3 separate regions of the Mus musculus genome follow, and regions 1 and 3 are each linked to region 2. A link is a contact called in public promoter capture Hi-C data. All regions are on one chromosome and are shown on one strand. The core of a region is the stretch at or near the end of the contact, and the rest is flanking DNA. Distances in the headings are between cores, read along the strand shown. Region 1 holds the start of H2-Q4 (histocompatibility 2, Q region locus 4). Region 2 holds the start of Msh5 (mutS homolog 5). Region 3 holds the start of H2-Q2 (histocompatibility 2, Q region locus 2).

The links. Capture Hi-C pulls out chosen DNA fragments and counts their contacts.
Region 1: a promoter capture Hi-C map of adipose tissue shows a contact between it and region 2. The contact joins the promoter of H2-Q4 here to the promoter of Msh5 in region 2. A contact is called at or near these places in 1 of 115 datasets of contacts at active chromatin or transcription factors (memory CD8 T cells) and 1 of 9 other capture datasets (adipose tissue).
Region 3: a promoter capture Hi-C map of pancreatic islet shows a contact between it and region 2. The contact joins the promoter of H2-Q2 here to the promoter of Msh5 in region 2.

The regions. Positions count from the first base shown.
Region 1 is chr17:35,378,198-35,380,897 of GRCm38.p6, forward strand. H2-Q4 (histocompatibility 2, Q region locus 4) reads left to right here and starts at 1,420. Exons shown (of 6, transcript NM_001143689.1): 1 at 1,420-1,510; 2 at 1,623-1,976; 3 at 2,164-2,439. The coding sequence starts at 1,447.
Region 2 is chr17:35,045,380-35,048,079 of GRCm38.p6, forward strand. It overlaps Msh5 (mutS homolog 5), which reads right to left and starts at 1,366. Exons shown (of 25, transcript NM_001146215.2): 1 at 1,321-1,366; 2 at 852-1,008; 3 at 551-674. The coding sequence starts at 995.
Region 3 is chr17:35,341,025-35,343,724 of GRCm38.p6, forward strand. H2-Q2 (histocompatibility 2, Q region locus 2) reads left to right here and starts at 1,283. Exons shown (of 8, transcript NM_010392.3): 1 at 1,283-1,372; 2 at 1,576-1,845; 3 at 2,089-2,364. The coding sequence starts at 1,309.

The DNA.
Region 1 (2,700 bases), core at 170-2,669, 330 kb after region 2:
TCCAATAACAGTGGTTCAGGGAGACAGGGTCTGCTGAATCCCGGTGAATCTGGGGGGCTGCTGTGGAGATCTGCATGGGGAGGTGACTGGAGTTCACACCGGTGGTCACACACATTTGTTGCTCTGTGTGATGAGTGACTCTCTTCAGGAGTCCCCACCCAACTCTGCTCTTCTTTCCACTTCACTTCTGTGGCTATGGTTTGAAAAGATCCACAGAATCATGAAATGGGTAAAATTAATCTTCCCCCACACTACTGATCAGGGATGAAACCTCACATCACCAGTGTGTGCTCTCTGGCATGAGAATCATCTTTCTTCCAGTGTCCACACTGCACAGGCCTGAGAAACTCTGGGGCCAACTCGGTTATCAGAACCAGTGTCCCACACAGCTGTGACATTCATGTCCCTCACCTCATCAGTTCAAAAGTGTGAGTGAAGGTCAGGGAGGGAGGGAGAGGGTCAGAAATTACATAGCTTCTACCGTACTATCATCATTATTCTGTGTTATAGTTGGTGACAGTTCCTCTCCTACTGTTATTGAGTCACTAAAGCAACTGCACCATGGAAGTACAGTCACAGAGAAGTGAAGTGGAGACAGGGATCAGTGCCCTGCTGTCTGTGGTCTGCACAGGGGTCTCTCTTCAGTGGACAAGGGGGTCTCCTGTGCTGAGACAATGTCCCAGGTCCACAGAGACAAACTCAGAAGGAAGATCTTTGTTTTTAAAAAAACAAAAAAGAAACAAACAAAAAACCTGCAGCCACAGACTTCATCTAGGAAGTGACACAAGGAATCTGTGTCCCAGCACAGGGCTGAGAAGACAGATCCTGAGGGAAAAGACGAAGTATCCTCTTTATAGAAGAGAGTCCTGCACTCAGGCTTGGCAGTGTGAGCCGCCCACTGCAGGTGAACAGAGCCTGGTCTCTGTGGTGTTCTAATGGGGCTTGCAGGCCAGCGCCTCTGCTTTAAGGAGAAGCCTCTCTCCACTGCATCCCCAAGCGCTTGTGTTGCCATTGTATTCCTGGAAGTGGCTTTTCTTCTGGAAGGCTCCAGGGTCTGACTTCTGAAGAGAAGAAGGAAGAGGAAGGGTGGAGGGAAGATACAGAGAGTCTGGCCTGCAGGTCTCTTCTCTCCTGGTGTCCTGACAGCTTCTGGGTCAGAACTCGGAGACACCAAGACAAACAGCTCTCTGTCCACAGCACAGGGTTCAGGCAAAGTCTTAGTCTCCAGGCAGTGAGATCAGGGGTGGGGATTTCCCATCTCCCCAGTTTCACTTCTGCTCCTAACTTGGGTCAGGTCCTTCTGCCCGGACACTGATGACTTACTGGCAGTTCTCACCCCCATTGGGTGACGTGATCACCGGGAACCAATCATCGTCGCCGCGGGAGCAGGTTATAAAGTCCACACAGCCCGCCAGAGTCAGATGCCCAGAATCCCAGAGGGGAGCAATGGCGTCAACAATGCTGCTTCTGCTGGTGGCAGTCGCCCAGACCCTGATCGAGATCCGCGCGGGTGAGTACCGGGTCCGGAGGGAAATGGCCTCTGAGGAAAGGGGAGGGGGCGGCACGGGGGAAGCCGCGTCCCGGCGTCGCCCACCTGACCCTCCGCCCCTTCTCCACCCTAGCCCCGCGCCCTGCTCCCCTCCCGGCCCGCTCACCCGCCGGGGGTCCCGGAAGGAGTTCGGGGTCTCACCGCGCCCTGCCTCCAGGCCCACACTTGCTGAGTTATTTCTACACCTCCGTGTCCCGGCCGGGCCTTGGGGAGCCCCGGTTCATCTCTGTCGGTTACGTGGACAACACGGAGTTCGTGCGCTTCGACAGCGACGCGGAGAATCCGAGATATGAGCCGCGGGCACCGTGGATGGAGCAGGAGGGGCCGGAGTATTGGGAGCGGGAAACACAGAAAGCCAAGGGCAATGAGCAGATTTTCCGAGTGAACCTGAGGACCCTGCTCAGCTACTACAACCAGAGCGCGGGCGGTGAGTGACCCCGGATCGGAGGTCACGACCCCTCCACGTCCCAAAACAGGGGCCCGAGACGTCCCGGGCCCCAAGTTCGAGGTTCTGAGCAGAACGGACGCGGGACTGGTTTCCCTTTCAGTTTGGAGGAGTCCGCGGGTGGGCGGGGCCGGGGCGTGTGGGCGGGGCTGACCGCGGGGTCCCGCAGGCTCTCACACTATTCAGGTGATCTCTGGCTGTGAAGTGGGGTCCGACGGGCGCCTCCTCCGCGGGTACCAGCAGTTCGCCTACGACGGCCGCGATTACATCGCCCTGAACGAAGACCTGAAAACGTGGACGGCGGCGGACATGGCGGCACAGATCACCCGACGCAAGTGGGAGCAGGCTGGTGCTACAGAGAAAAGCAAGGCCTACCTGGAGGGCGCGTGCGTGCAGTCCCTCCGCAGATACCTGGAGCTCGGGAAGGAGACGCTGCTGCGCACAGGTGCAGGGGCCGCGGGCAGCTCCTCCCTCTGCCCTCGGGCTGGGGCTCAGTCCTGGGGAAGAAGAAACCCTCAGCTGGGGTGATGCCCCTGTCTCAGAGGGGAGAGAGTGACCCTGGGTCTCCTGATCCCTCATCACAGTGACTGCACTGACTCTCCCAGGGCTCAGCCTTCTCCCTGGACAGTGCCCAGGCTGTCTCAGGAGGGAAGGAGAGAATTTCCCTGAGGTAACAACAGCTGCTCCCTTCAGTTCCCCTGTAGCC
Region 2 (2,700 bases), core at 116-2,615:
AGAGAGAAGGAAGGTGCCTGATGAGTCGAAGGATATCTCCACTGTGACTAAGAGGAAAGTGGTGGCTCTCTTCCTGCCACTGTCTGTTCTCCTCAAGAATTTATCATCTTAGCCAGGCATGGTGACACATGCCTTTGACCCCAGCCCTTGGGAGGCAGGGGAATCTCCATGAAATCAAAATCTGCCTGATCTACACAATAGGTTTCAGGATAAACCAGAGCCACATAGTACATAGTGAGACCCTGTCTCAAAAAAAAACCAAAACCAAACTAAAGTTATTTTATGTCTGTAAGGGATGGTCTGCACACTGGGAGCGCAGTGGAGGAGACTTAGTAAAGGCACGGTGGGAAGGAACAAGAGTGTCCTGGAAACTATCACTAAAATCATGGTTTGCCAGGGACAAAATCTGTAGCATTTCACATACAGTAGGTACCTAATAAAGTTGTGTTGAATAAGTAATTCCTAAATCAGGTGACTATAAACTACATGAGGATGTATGAGTGAACACACGTCCCACCCCAGAGGAGAGGAATGCAGGGCTCTGTCGCACCTCTCTGGAGAAGCTTTAGGCTCTCGTGGTCTGGGGCATCTGGCATGAAGTGGATAGTGGAGTCACTAGTGTCATAGTAAGCAATGCCCAGGTATCCCGAGCTCCACAGCACGCACAGATGGATCTGTCCCGCGAGGAAGGAAAGGGGATCGATATCTGAATCCCTCGGAAGGGCATGGATTGGTCATCCCTTATTATTAATCATTTAACCAAATCTCGGAGATAGGCACTCATGGGGAGTTTAGTCAACGTGAAACGGGGTCGGCTCAGCCTCTCCCAGCCCTCCCAACTCCGCGGACACCTCGGCGGGCTCCTCCTCGTCCTCTTCCTCGATACCTCCAGGCCCCGCCATTGGGGGCTGAGGGCTGGGGAAGCTGGCTGAGGGGATTCCGGATCTGGGTCCGGGTCCCGGCGGCGTCCGGCCTGGGGTCGCTCTGAAAGCCATGGGCTCGGCGACTCTGAGGACATGGGAGGGGAAGGAGGTCCAAAAGCAGCATTCAGCAGGCGGCTGGTGCGCGGGCTTTCAGGGGACAGGCGCGGGGGCTGCCCCTTTAGGTTGGGAGCAGCTCCGAGCTACTGTCCCACCCTCATTCCTGTCACTCGAAGCCGTGCTTTGGAAGCTCTGACGGAGCGCGCTGTCACGTCAAGTCTCTCCCGCCACCCACGCCCTTACAGCCGCAGCGCGCTCTCCTGACCCACCCCCACCCCCTCCCCCACCCCCACCCCACTGGAGCCGCCAATTCGCAGCACTTTCCCGCCTTTTCCGTCACCTCAGCCGCGACGATCCACCTCCCTGACCAACCGCCGCAAGCCTGCAGCCTGTAGGCGTGGGCCGCGCGCGCTCGCCCCGCCCCCTTAGTGGCTGAAAGGGTCTGCTTAGCCATCCAACGGGAAGGCGGTGAGGACGCTAGATGTCGATTGGTCCGTTTGCATTGGGGGCGGTGCTAGAGTGTTCAAAATTCCCGCCCTCTGCCGTTGCTAAGCAGCCGTGTCGCAGAGCTTTGATTGATGTTGGGCGGAGCCCGCCCTAAACTAAGGTCCCCGCCTGGAAAAAGGGTCTGGGCCACGGTGGAGAAGGCCAGAGCCCGGAGGCCGACCTTAAAGGGCCAGAGGCAGTCTTCCTCCTTCCTGAAGAGTGGAGAGAAGCAACATTAATTCAACCTGTGCCAACAGCAACAACTCCGTTAATATTTGTACCCACTAAGTTAATATTTATAAAAAACTCAGAACAGTGCCCAGCAAACAAAGTAAGCGCTACATGAGTGTTTTAAATAAATAAGTGGAAGTAAGAACTAACTCCTGTTTCAGACCTACTTTGCCTGTTTCCTGATTGCAGGAGATGATCACCAACCACAGGAGCAACACGGGGCTTGATTATTTTGGAACCCCTGAAGAGGAAGTATAAGTATCTGAAAGACACTAAATTCTGAAAGTAGACCTAATTAGAACACATACAACCATACTACAGTCCTCTCACCCCTAAGGACACAGGGTATCTCTGACTGATGATCCATCTGGATGGGAAAGAAGGAGAAGGAAGGAGTTTCTGAGGGAAAGAAAAAAAACCATACTTTACAAAACAATAAACAAACAAACAAAAACTTCAGTGCTGGCTTAGCAGGTAAAAGTACCTTCAATTTTGTACCCAGATTGTCCTCTGTCCTCCATACCTGTGCTGCTTGTACACACACACTCACACTCACACTCACACACCACATAATTTTTTAAAAACTGTCCTAGCTACACTAAACTAAGATCCTGCCTGAGGTTCAGAAATGGCATGAGGTGACCTGGCTCTGCTGATCAGCGACTGGAAAAATCATCTCCAAAGGGGAGCAGGTCTAAGGGCTGGGTTAATGGTTACTCTTGGCAAATTATTGAGCAATGGAGTTATGGAAACCTGGAAGAGGTTATTGGTGACAGCTCTGGGGAGTGGCAGAGAGGGACACACCTTCCATTCTGGGGTATGAAGAGATTAGGGACTGGTTTACCAAGAAGAGGAAGGGATCAGACCCAGGAAGAGAAGGCAGCAGAAGAAAAGAAGAGCTGGAGAAAGAAGAAGTGGGAGCTCAGAGATAAGATGGCAGTCTACATTTTTTTTTTTTTTAATGCAGTCCTGGCTTCAAATCCAGGAGCACTGCTGGGTGATC
Region 3 (2,700 bases), core at 33-2,532, 300 kb after region 2:
CATTGCCATGCCATCCAGACTGAGGAAGACCTGGAAACTCCGGGGCCACCTGAGCCGAGGCCATGGTTGCATCAGGAAAACACTGCGAGCACCCAGGAGGCCACAGGAATGCTAGAGGCATCACCTCAGGATGAACTTCACAAGTGTCACCCAGGTCACTCAGGGAAAGTTGGTGTGAGGCATGACCACCTGAAGAGGAACCAGAGCTTCTGCCCAACTGTCAACCTGGATAAATTGTGGATGTTGGTCAGCGAGCAGACATGGTTCAATGCAGCTAAAACCAAGCCTGGAGCTGCTCCCATCACTGATGTTGTGTGATCAGGCTACCACACAGTTCTGGGGAAGGGAAAGCTCCTGAAGCAACCCTTCTCCTCCCATGCCCTGACTTTATCAGTCCCTCCCATGGTTATGTCAACAGCATCAACCAACAGGCAAGGGAGAGACAGGTCCTCAGGACTGAGGGGCAGGAATGGAGTTGGAACCCACTGTGTTCCCATTCCTTGCATTCCAACTGTTTTTCCATGGGGCCTCCATCCACAGGACAGGTCCCTGGCTCAGCTCAGGGAGAGGAACTCACATATCCTCCTCCCTCAGCTCTCACTGAGTGACCCTGCACCAGGAGCCTGTGCTGTTTGTATTTTGTTAATTCCACACCAACTGAGACATATATAAGAAGAGGATCCTGAATTGAGAAATTGCATCCATCCAGGACGCTTTTGGGGAAGTGTATAAGGCAATTTAAAAATTATTATTAATGATCAGTATGGAAGGGCTCAGCTCACTGCAGGTTGTCTTAGCAGGTCATCAGGGATTGTATAAGAAAGCAGGCTGAGCAAGCCATGAGCTACAAAGCTATTAGCACTGGTCCTCATCCTCTTCTTCAGTTCCTCCTTTAGAATCCTCTCAAGGTCCTGCCCTGAATCTCTTCAATGATAGACTGTGATGTGGAAGTGTAAACTGAAAGAAACCCTTTCTTTTTCAAGTTGCTTTTGGTCATGGGGTCTTATCACAGCAATGGAAACCCTCACTAAGACACAGGTGCACAAGGGCCTCACTCTGCTCCCTGCAGACTCCACCCTCTCCTGCAGCTCAGCTCCTGCCCCTCCCTTGCCCTGTAGCAGCACCACTTTATAGCTCCTGGGGATCTGATGCCCTCTCTGAACCCTGAGGTAGCAGGAATTATCTGGCAGGTCTCATTTCCATTGGGTGGCAGGATCCTGGGAAACCAACCAGCTCCTCAGCAGCGGGCGCAGGTTATAAAGTCCATGCAGCCAAGGGCCTCAGATGCCCTGTATCCCAGATGGGGCAATGGCGCTGCGAAGGCTGCTCCTGCTGTTGGTGGCCGCCCTGAAACTGACTGAGACACGCGCGGGTGAGTGCGGGGTCGGGAGGGAAACAGCGTCTGCGGAGAGGGGCTGGGGCGGCAACGGGGAAGCCGCGTCCCCACGTCGCCCACCATACCTTCCGCCCCTTCTCCACCTACATCTCGAGCACCGCACCCTGCTGGCCTCCCCGCCCGCGAACCCGGCCGGGGCTCCGGGAGGAGGTCGGAGTCTCACCGCGCGCCGTCCACAGGCTCACACTCGCTGCGGTATTTCACCACCGCCGTGTCCCGGCCTGGCCTCGGGGAGCCCCGGTTCATTATCGTCGGCTACGTGGACGACACGCAGTTCGTGCGCTTCGACAGCGACGCGGAGAATCCGAGGATGGAGCCGCGGGCGCCGTGGATGGAGCAGGAGGGGCCGGAGTATTGGGAGCGGAACACACAGGTCTCCAAGGAAAATGAGCAGAGTTTCCGAGTGAGCCTGGGGACCGCACTGAGCTACTACAACCAGAGCAAGGGAGGTGAGTGACCCCGGGTCGGAGGTCACGACCCCTCCACGTCCCCACACAGGAGCCCAGAGACCTCCCGCATCCCAAGTCCAAGGTTCGGGAGCAGAACCCACCTGGAATCGGTTTCCCTTTCAGTTTGGTTGAGCCCACAGGTGGGCGGGGCCGGACAGGTAGTCTGGGGGCGGGAGCGGGGCGGGTGGTGGCGGCCTGGGCCGGGTGGGGAGGGGGTGGGGAGCTGACCACGGGATCCCGTAGGCTCTCACACTCTCCAGTGGTTGGTTGGCTGTGACCTGGGGCCAGACGGAAGCCTACTCCGAGGGTATGAGCAGTCTGCCTACGATGGCCGCGATTACCTCGCCCTGAATGAGGATCTGATAACGTGGACAGCGGCGGACCTGGCAGCACTGAAGACCCGAAGCAAGTTGGAGCAGGCTGGTCTTGCAGAGAAGCGCAGGGCCTACCTGGAGGTCGATTGCTTGACGTGGCTCCGCAGATACCTGGAGCTCGGGAAGGAGACGCTGCTGCACACAGGTGCAGGGGCCCTCGGGCAGCTCCTCCCTCTGCCCTCGGGCTGGGGCTCAGTCCTGGGGAAGAAGAAACCCTCAGCTGGGGTGATGCCCCTGTCTCAGAGGGGAGAGAGTGACCCTGGGTCTCCTGATCCCTCATCACAGTGACTGCACTGACTCTCCCAGGGCTCAGCCTTCTCCCTGGACAGTGCCCAGGCTGTCTCAGGAGGGAAGGAGAGAATTTCCCTGAGGTAACAACAGCTGCTCCCTTCAGTTCCCCTGTAGCCTTTGTCAGCCATGGCCTCTCCCAGGCCGGGTTCTCTGCCCACACCTACTGTGTGTGGACACTGACTCCTGTCCT